Linked DNA regions of Capra hircus: region 2 is linked to region 1. Evidence: chromatin contacts called from public Hi-C data. All regions are on one chromosome and are shown on one strand. Each heading gives the region's core, a stretch centred on a gene start, on an enhancer-like site or on the middle of the called end of the contact. The rest is flanking DNA. Distances are from core to core; before and after follow the strand shown.

Evidence for each region. A called contact is a pair of places that touch in the nucleus more often than the background predicts.
Region 2: a Hi-C map of blood shows a contact between it and region 1, with 3 times the contacts expected there. The contact joins the promoter of LOC102191423 here to the enhancer-like site in region 1. A contact is called at or near these places in 3 of 5 Hi-C or Micro-C datasets (all in blood).

Annotation. Positions count from the first base shown.
Region 1 is chr7:47,688,035-47,692,470 of ARS1.2, forward strand. FAT2 (protocadherin Fat 2) reads left to right here. Exons shown (of 24, transcript XM_005683192.3): 22 at 2,812-2,965; 23 at 4,007-4,436. Among named protein-coding and RNA genes, the nearest start is that of TRNAC-GCA, 73 kb to the right of the region's middle. Within about 2 kb of position 3,002, at least 1 of the 5 cell types and tissues checked has an H3K27ac peak or open chromatin away from gene starts, as enhancers often do.
Region 2 is chr7:47,768,017-47,772,457 of ARS1.2, forward strand. It overlaps LOC102191423 (proton-coupled amino acid transporter 1), which reads right to left and starts at 1,272. Exons shown (of 11, transcript XM_013965702.2): 1 at 1,245-1,272.

The DNA.
Region 1 (4,436 bases), core at 1,752-4,251:
GGTGCAGATCTCAGTGGAAATAATTCCTCCTTTTCCTTTACTGTCTGGTGAGTTGGGCTCAGCTAGGTTTATACTAGAGAAGGCAATGGCAACCCACTCCAGTACTCTTGCCTGGAAAATCCCATGGGTGGAGGAGCCTGGTGGGCTGCAGTCCATGGGGTTGCTAAGAGTCGGACATGACTGAGCGACTTCCCTTTCACTTTTCACTTTCATGCATTGGAGAAGGAAATGGCAACCCACTTCAGTGTTCTTGCCTGGAGAATCCCAGGGACGGGGGAGCCTGGTGGGCTGCCATCTATGGGGTCGCACAGAGTTGGACACGACTGAAGCGACTTAGCAGCAGCAGCATGTTTACACCAGGGGAGGCCAAGAGTCTTCTTTCTCCTTCAACAAGAACTATCTACTTTTTTTTTCTGGATGGGGGAAGGGGGTGAATGGGGACCTCCATATAGAAGGCTGAGGTCAACACATCCGTGTCATCATTGGTCCATGCTGTTTCTCTTTCTTACTGCCCTTTATACTCCACTGCCTTTTCCCTTCCCCAAACTCATAGGTAAACATTTAAAGTGTGTGGGGTTTTTTTTTTTTTTTTTTTTTTTTTTTTTTTTGCCATACTGCACAGTATATGGGATCTTGGTTTCCTGACCAGGGATCAAACCCTCACCCCTCAGTGGAAGCATGGAATCTTAACCACTGGACCACCAGGAGGTCCCTAAAGTTTTTAAAAGTGTCCTTTCAACATGCATGAACTATATTTCTCATGCTTGAATTTTTATACTCTTCCATCCACACTGCCACAAGTAATTCTTTATTCTAATTTATTTCTTTTAATTGGAGGATAATTTCTTTACAATGTTGCATTGGTTTCTGCCATACATCAACATGAATCAGCCATAGGCATATATATATGTCTCCTCCCTCTTGAACTTCCCTCCTACTATGTTTAATTTCAGCTCAATTTGCCAAGGTGTGCATGTGCCTACGTTTCCCCTCTCCACTTTCCTAGCAATGGACATCCCACTTCCATCAACAGGGCTGCACTGAACATCCTTCCATGTCATCTTATGAACCTACATGAGAACTTTCACACACACACACACACATGAAATTCACAAACCCAGAGTATACCAATACTTTGACTAAGTCAGGTCAGATTGCTGTCCAGCATGGCTGCAGCAGTCTGTGCTTCCACAGCAAGTGCATGGGGTTCCTAAGCACCTATATCCCGGTCAACACCTGGCACTCTCCCGTTTTCTAATGTTTGCCTGACTGATATTACTGTCATTTCTACCTGAGATATCCAAGGAGTCCATCACTTCTGTGTCCCCACTGCCATGAGTCTGAGCCCAGCCCTCACCACCTCTCATCTTCTCTTCTGCACCAGCCACCTCCTTGCTCTCCTGCTTCTGTCCCTCCACTAGCATCTTCCAGCAGGACACCAGAGCCATCCTTACACAGTGCAGATCTGAGCACATCACTGTCCTGCTCAGACCCTAGTGGCAGCTTCCCCTTGCTGTTCAGCTGCTGCTGCTGCTGCTAAGTCACTTCAGTCGTGTCTGACTCTGTGCGACCCCATAGATGGCAGGCTCCCCCGTCCCTGGGATTCTCCAGGCAAGAACACTGGAGTGGGTTGCCATCTCCTTCTCCAATGCATGAAAGTGAAAAGTGAAAGGGAAGTCACTCAGTCGTGTCCGACTCTTAGTGACCCCATGGACTGCAGCCCACCAGGCTCCTCCATCCATGGGATTCTCCAGGCACGAGCACTGGAGTGGGGTGCCATTTCCTTCTCCAGTGCATGAAAGTGAAAAGTGAAAGGGGAGTCGCTCAGTCGTGTTTGACTCTTAGCGACCCCATGGACTGCAGTCTTACCAGGCTCCGCCATCCATGGGATTTTTCCAGGCAAGAGTACTGGACTGGGGTGCCATTGATGGAGTCCCGATTTCTTACTCCTGCCTATGGCTCGCATGCACTGTACCCTTCACCTGCCGGCCCTCCTGCTCCCACTCTCCCCTCTGCTCCCTAGGCTCACCCCCGCCCTGGCCCCTGGTGATATGTCATGCTCTCTCCTCTGCATCTTTGCACACGTTCTCCTTTGCTTAAAGCATCTTCTTCTTTGCCACTCTATCTTTTTGCCTGGCTAATTTTTACTCATCCTTCAGGTCTGAACTAAAATACCACCTCCTCCAGGAAACCTCCCCTGGTCCCTAGTTTAGGCTAGTTTCCTCCCCTAACACTTCCTTTCAATAAAATGAGTTTTTATAATAATTACTAATATACTGATATGATATATAACTGTCTCAGTTTGATCCCCCCCACAGTTGCCATTTGCTTGTGGTGTAACTCTGAGCCAATGTCATACATTCCCAGGCCTCGCTTCCTGGCCAGCCATCAACTTCCACCTGTCCCCAGGCGCAAGGACAATAATAATAACTAATGATGAGGACCATAACAGCAACCAATCTCAGAGCCAATGGGTGGGTCAGATGAGCTAATACTTGAAGACACTTAGAACAGTGACTACACTGAATAGCATTGTCTAGGATGACAATGATGATACCCATTAGTATCTGTTAGATGACTGTTCCCTGTAGGCTGTAAGTTGTTTAAGGGCAGGAATCAAGTCTTCTTGCCCAGCTGAGCACCACTGCCCAACACGGAGCATGTGGCAGAGGGGAGCACTCAGTAGCTAAGTGTGGACCCCGGGATCTGCAAACACTCAAGGTCCCCCTCCATCCTGGAGGCTCTGTCCACCCGCAGTCACCAGACCACGAGGCCAGTGTGTCCTCTCACCTCCTTGTCCTTTCCTCCCAGGATATGTCTGCGTGTGCCGCCCACAATTTTCCGGGAGGCACTGCGAACAAAGAAAGGAGAACTGCACCTCAACTCCCTGCCTGGAAGGTGGAACTTGCATCTCCTCGCCCGAGGGAGCCCCCTGTGTCTGCCCTTACCCGTACACAGGAGACAGGTGAGCACAGGAGAGGCCCCCAGCTGTGGGCTCCTCTCCCTGAGGTTGGCAGCACCTCTGCCCTCTGAGCCCTAAAGAGGCCAGTGGGCAGCCAGGGGCCGAGTAATCCAGCGACCTGGCCTTGTGGCCTTTTCCAGGGGTCAGGCCTTCTTCCTCCCACCACCTGCATCAGGAACACCCCATGAGGGGAGGCACTTGCTATTCAGACAGACCGCCCAAGCCCTCTGCTGAACCCAGTGGACTGGACTCGCCAGGCTGGGGTCCAGGAATCTACATACCAGCTCCTCAGGCATTTCTGGTCTTTGCTGAAGTCTGAAAATGCTCAAGTTCTTATTCTCTTGCTCTGGCCCCTGACTTTTCAGAAAGTGGCCTGGGGGCAATGATTCCCCTCGGGACAGGCTCCACTGTGGACTCATGCCCCACCACTAGCTACCTGTGCCTTGTGTAATGCTGCCCTGGGGTTGCCAGGGAAGGAGAGTCACCCACGATAAGCCTAGACACAAAGAGGCTTCTGGCAATTCACTGGTTTTATGAATTCCCAACTTGGAAACCTTTAAAAATCATGAGGGAGACATGAAAAATAAAAATTCCTGGAACAATTAAATTGGAATCTCCAAGGAAGGAGGCCTGAGATTCTATTTATAACACACTCTCAAGGGACCCTCCACCCTGCTGTCAGTGTATATGTAAGAGATCCAGTGGTGTGGTCCACCCACCCATTTTACAGGTGGGGAAACAGACCCAGAGAAGGAAAGGGCTTCTCCAAGATTCCCCCATATGTTTATCTTAAAGTCCTTTCTCTCAGCACCCGGTCAGGGAGCTAAGATCCCACATGCCATGGGGCAACTAAACTCACGGGCTGCAACTACTAAGCCTGAGTGCTTCAGAGCCCACCTGCTACAACTAGAGAATCTGTGAACTGCAAAGAAAGCTCCTGCATGCAGCAACTAAGACTCAAGAAAGCCAAATAAATAATAAATAAAGAGGGGACACGGAAAGGCCTATACAGTGACTGCATCCTCTACTTCTCTGTCCCTGCAGGTGTGAAATGGAGGCCAGGGGCTGCTCAGAAGGACACTGCCTCGTCACCCCTGAGATCACAAGGGGGGACTGGGGACAGCAGGAGATTCTGATCATCATAGTGGCCCTGCTGGTCATCGTCGTCATCTCCACGGTGCTTCTCTTCTACTGCCGCCGTTGCAAGTCACACAAGCCCGTGGCCATGGAGGACCCAGATCTCCTGGCCAGGAGTGTGGGTGTTGACACCCAAGCCACACCTGCCATTGAGCTCAACCCCCTGAGCACCAGCTCCTGCAACAACCTGAACCAAATGGAGCCAGGCAAGACCTCGGCTCCAAATGAACTTGTCACTTTCGGACCCAGCTCTAAGCAACGGCCCATGGTCTGCAGCGTTCCTCCCAGACTCCCGCCAGCTGCGGTCTCTTCCCACCCTGACAACGAGGCCATCATT
Region 2 (4,441 bases), core at 22-2,521, 78 kb after region 1:
TCCTCAGTAAATCACTTGCTCAAGAAGCCGTATCTCAGCTTCTCATTCTAGGCATAAGGCATCATCCCCATTTTACTGATGAGGAAAGGTAGACTTTATTTATTTTATTTTTTAAATGGAGGAAAATTGCTTTATAATGTTGTATTGGTTTCTGCCGTACGACAACACAAATCAGCCACGATTATACATATATCACCTCTCTCTTGAGCCTCCCTCCCCTCCCTGCATCCAACCCCTCTAAGTCATCACAGAGCACCAGGCTGGCCTCCCTATGTTATATAGCAGCTTCTCATCAGCTATCTGCCTCACCCATGGTAGTGTATATATGTCGATGCTACTTACTCTGTTCGCTCCACTCTTTCCTTCCCCTACTGTGTCCACAAGTCCAAAAGTATAGAAAGATTAAAAACACTCACTCATGTTCACATGGCTAATCAGGGCTGAAGCCAGAATTCCAGCGACCACATACTTAATCATCTCACCACACCCACCACTCAGCAGCACCCAAAGTTAATGAAGCAGGAGAGTGGAGAATGTCACTGAAGGGCTGAGAACATGCAGGCTTGCATGTTCCTCCTTGGAGAAACTGAGCAGGCTATTATGTCAAAACTGTTGAGATATAGCCTCTCGGCCTTCTGTAGCTCTGGGCAGGTGACATTACCTCTTGGGGCTTAACCTCCCTGAGCCTCTGCCTCCTCATCTATCAGCCAGAAAGGGTCTGATGGGCATCAGAGCATTTGGCACACTGTAGATCAGCCCACCGACACAAGAAGTGATTCTTATTTTTCTCACTGTCCTCCTCAAACTTGGTTAGCATGAGGATAATATGCTTTCTTTGCCTCTTTAGGTTTTTCAGTCAGGAATTGGAGTTGTTTGGCCTCATGAGGATGGGAAAGGGCAGAGCGACTTACAGACACCTTAAAGGAAGAAGAATTCCTGTCCCCAGTGTCTCAGAGTGACCCCAGGAAAGTGATAGTATTGATAGTAAGATCTCAGATGCCCTGGGTGCTTGCCATGTGCTTTACAACTGATTTACTCCCCACCTAAAATCTTATGAGATCACTATTTTTAATTCCACTTAATAGGTCAAACTGAGGCAAGAAGACAGAAAAACTATGCCCAAAGTCACACAAGAATCTGAGTGTTGAAGCCAGGAGACAAGCTCTGCGTAACTCCACAGCTGGTGTTCTTAAAAAATATCATGGGTTGAAACCTACTTGTTAATAAATGAAGTCCATACTCACACTTTGTGAATTGAGGGATCTTTTTGCTTTTTTCCTCTTCTTTTATCAACATGTTTCTGCTCCTTCTGTTTTTCTCTTGTAGTTGTTTCTTTTCTTTCCGCTTTGTTTCCTTTTTCTTCTTTCTTACACCACTAGACATAAAGAGAATGAGAGAGTCTTCCAGGGAGCTTCCTTTAACTCTAGATTATCAGAGCTGGAAAGCCCCCATTGGGTCAGTGAGCCCAACCTGTCATTCTCAGTGGAGGCCTAGAGATAAGGGGCAGTATTCCCAGAGTCACACACGTCATGTGTTTCTTGGCCCTTGCTTCCAAGCCCTTGGTCCCACATCATGCAGAGGTTACCAGATAGCACAAGTAGAATGAGCATATGTGGTTAAGGAGGAAAAACACCCGGGGTGCACAGCGCAGTCTCTGTATACATACCTAGATTACATGAATTTAAGATGGTGTGATATAAAAATGTTAAAGTTCTACTTCATAGGCAGAGTTTAGGGTGCTTAGTCACATCATCGTCAATCATGTCCAACTCTGTGTGACCCCACAGATGGCAGCCCACCAGGCTCCCCCGTCCCTGGGATTCCCCAGGCAAGAACACTGGAGTGGGTTGCCATTTCCTTCTCCAGTGCATGAAAGTGAAAAGTGAAAGTGAAGTCGCTCAGTCGTGTCCGACTCTTAGTGACTCCATGGACTGCAGCCCATCAGGCTCCTCCGTCCATGGGAGTTTCCAGGCAAGAGTACTGGAGTGAAGTGCCATTGCCTTCTCCGAGGGTACTTAGAATCCCACTCAAATTTAAAGTTTCACAGGGTATCCCGTAATAGCACAACTGATGTTCAAAAGAGTTAACTGTAAACTGTGCTGCACTTTGGCTGGGACACAGAAGTGTCTGCCCAATTTTGTCAGAAGCCAGAGATTAAATGCCTTTGTTCATATGGAACTTCTGTGGGCGAATTGAGTTATTTACTAGCCATAGTGTAAACATCTATTGTTAGTGTAATTAAAATATTCTATAAGCCATAACAGTATAATTTAAGAATTCATTCAGTGGCACAAGTGCCGAAAAGTTAACTTAAAAATTCTTAGTTTGGAAATGGAAATCAGAAATTGCTATAGAAATGAGAAATTAAAAACAGCCAAACACATCAAGATGTAACATGCATATGACAAAGGAGAGTGCATTCCATTTAGTAAATTAGCAACACAGTTGAAATGAAAAGCAGCCTTTAAAGCAAGGACCTCACTGTGGGAACAAACAGCAACTCAGATACTAGGAAAAGTGCTGGTGCTATATCAACACACTCTAATGTGCCTCTGAGCCAGGCTCTGTGACTTTTGATCATTAGAAAGGGAGTAATGATGGTAAATTTTATCACTAGTGTCTTTGTGGTAAATGAAGTATGTTTAGAGGGGAAAAAATGTGTTACAGAGTTAAGAGATTTATGCATTCCGCAGACCCAGAGAAAAATTTTGCGAAGTGTCCAAAAGCCCATCCAGAGAATCCAGTAGGACCACTCTACCATCAATACAACACTCTGATGTATAGGAGAATGCTCAAGGGATGGGAAATTCTGCAGGGGCACAGAACCAGAGGGCATATGTGAAAAATGCCAATTGTCTGTCATCCTAAGCTGACCTGCAGGCAGGATTGCAATGACAGGAGCATTGTTAGTGCGTGTGTATGAGGACCCGTGTACACTCCTTGGAATCAAATGCTGCTCTTACAGGAGCACATCTGCTAGCGACGGAATGAAACACCAACACTGCAGAGTGGTTTGAATCTTTTTACTTTAACTCTTTGCTTCTTACAGCTGCTTTATTTTATATCCTTTGCACAACAATCTACAGGGCAAGTTGCCAAGCACTATGATTTAGTGACTATACAGTGCGCAGGCGCAGGGCAAGATAACCTTTACCTTAACTTATTTACTGCAGCTAAGACTTTGTTTTGGGGAACTTCTTTATCAACTTAGAATCCGTTTTGTCCCTAGGTCTGTTCCTTTTGAGGAATCAGAGAAATCCTTGTGTGCAAGAAATGTTCTTTTCCCGCGGGAACAAACAGAGGATTCTTAGCTGAACATCTTGCTTGCAAGAATGTTCAGCCCTGATTGAGAGTCTGGTTTGCAAGCACTTCTCAACCTTTCTTATACCTAGTTCCCTACACTGGGCAGAACATCTCGTTTGCAAGAATGTTCAGCCTTGGTTGAGAGTCTCATTTGCAGGCACTTCCCAACCTTCCTTATACCTTGTTCCCTACACACATCCAAAGAACAGACTTTAAAACATATTATATTGCTTTCGTGGGGTGTGCATTGGTCAGTGAGGTACCATAAATGAGTTATAGGGATACTGATATTGGTACTTTTCCTCCAGGGGCAACCAGGTGGCTGGAACTTCTGAGACAGTTACCTATAGTCACGAGCAATTCTTTTATCCTGACAGTGTATAAAATGTTAGCATTTTCCACATGTGTATGGTATAAAAGAGATTGGGAACCGCTGGATAAGTTTTGTGTTTGTTTGATTTTTTTGTTCAGGTGGAGATACTTGTGAGAATGAAAGGAGCTGTATTCACACCAGGCATATAGTGGGACTGTTTCAAGAAAACCAGGATGTATGGTGGAGTATGCAGAATGATGGTCCGCAAAGATGTCTAGGTCCTAATTTCCACAGCCTGTGGATATGTTACCTTAGATGGCAAAAGAGGCTTTGCAGATGTAAGTTAAAGCTCTTGATGAGCGGAGGTTATCCTAGATTGTCTCAGTTGGGCCTAATGTAATCACAAATGTTCTTAGAGGAGGGAAGCAGGAAAGTCAAAGAAGGGAGAAGATGCTACTCTACTGGCTTTGAAGATGGAGGAGGGGGTCACAAGCCAAGGGAATACAGGCAGCCTTTAGAAACTAGAACAGCAAGGAAGCAGATTCTTCCTAGAGCCTCCAAAACACAGCCCTGCCAGCACCTTGATTTTAGGACTTCTGACTTCCAACGACACAAGGTAACAAATTTGTGTTGTCTTATGCACAAAATGCATAATTTACTAAAGCAGCAATAGGAAACTAACACAAATAACTGTTTATAAGAAGTTTATGCTTACATAGTTTTTAAAAGTACAAAGATATGTTAAAAGGAACTAAAATGAAATAATTATATTGAGAGGAGGGGTAGGGGAGGTTGACAGGTGTAAATTTTCATCTAACATCATGT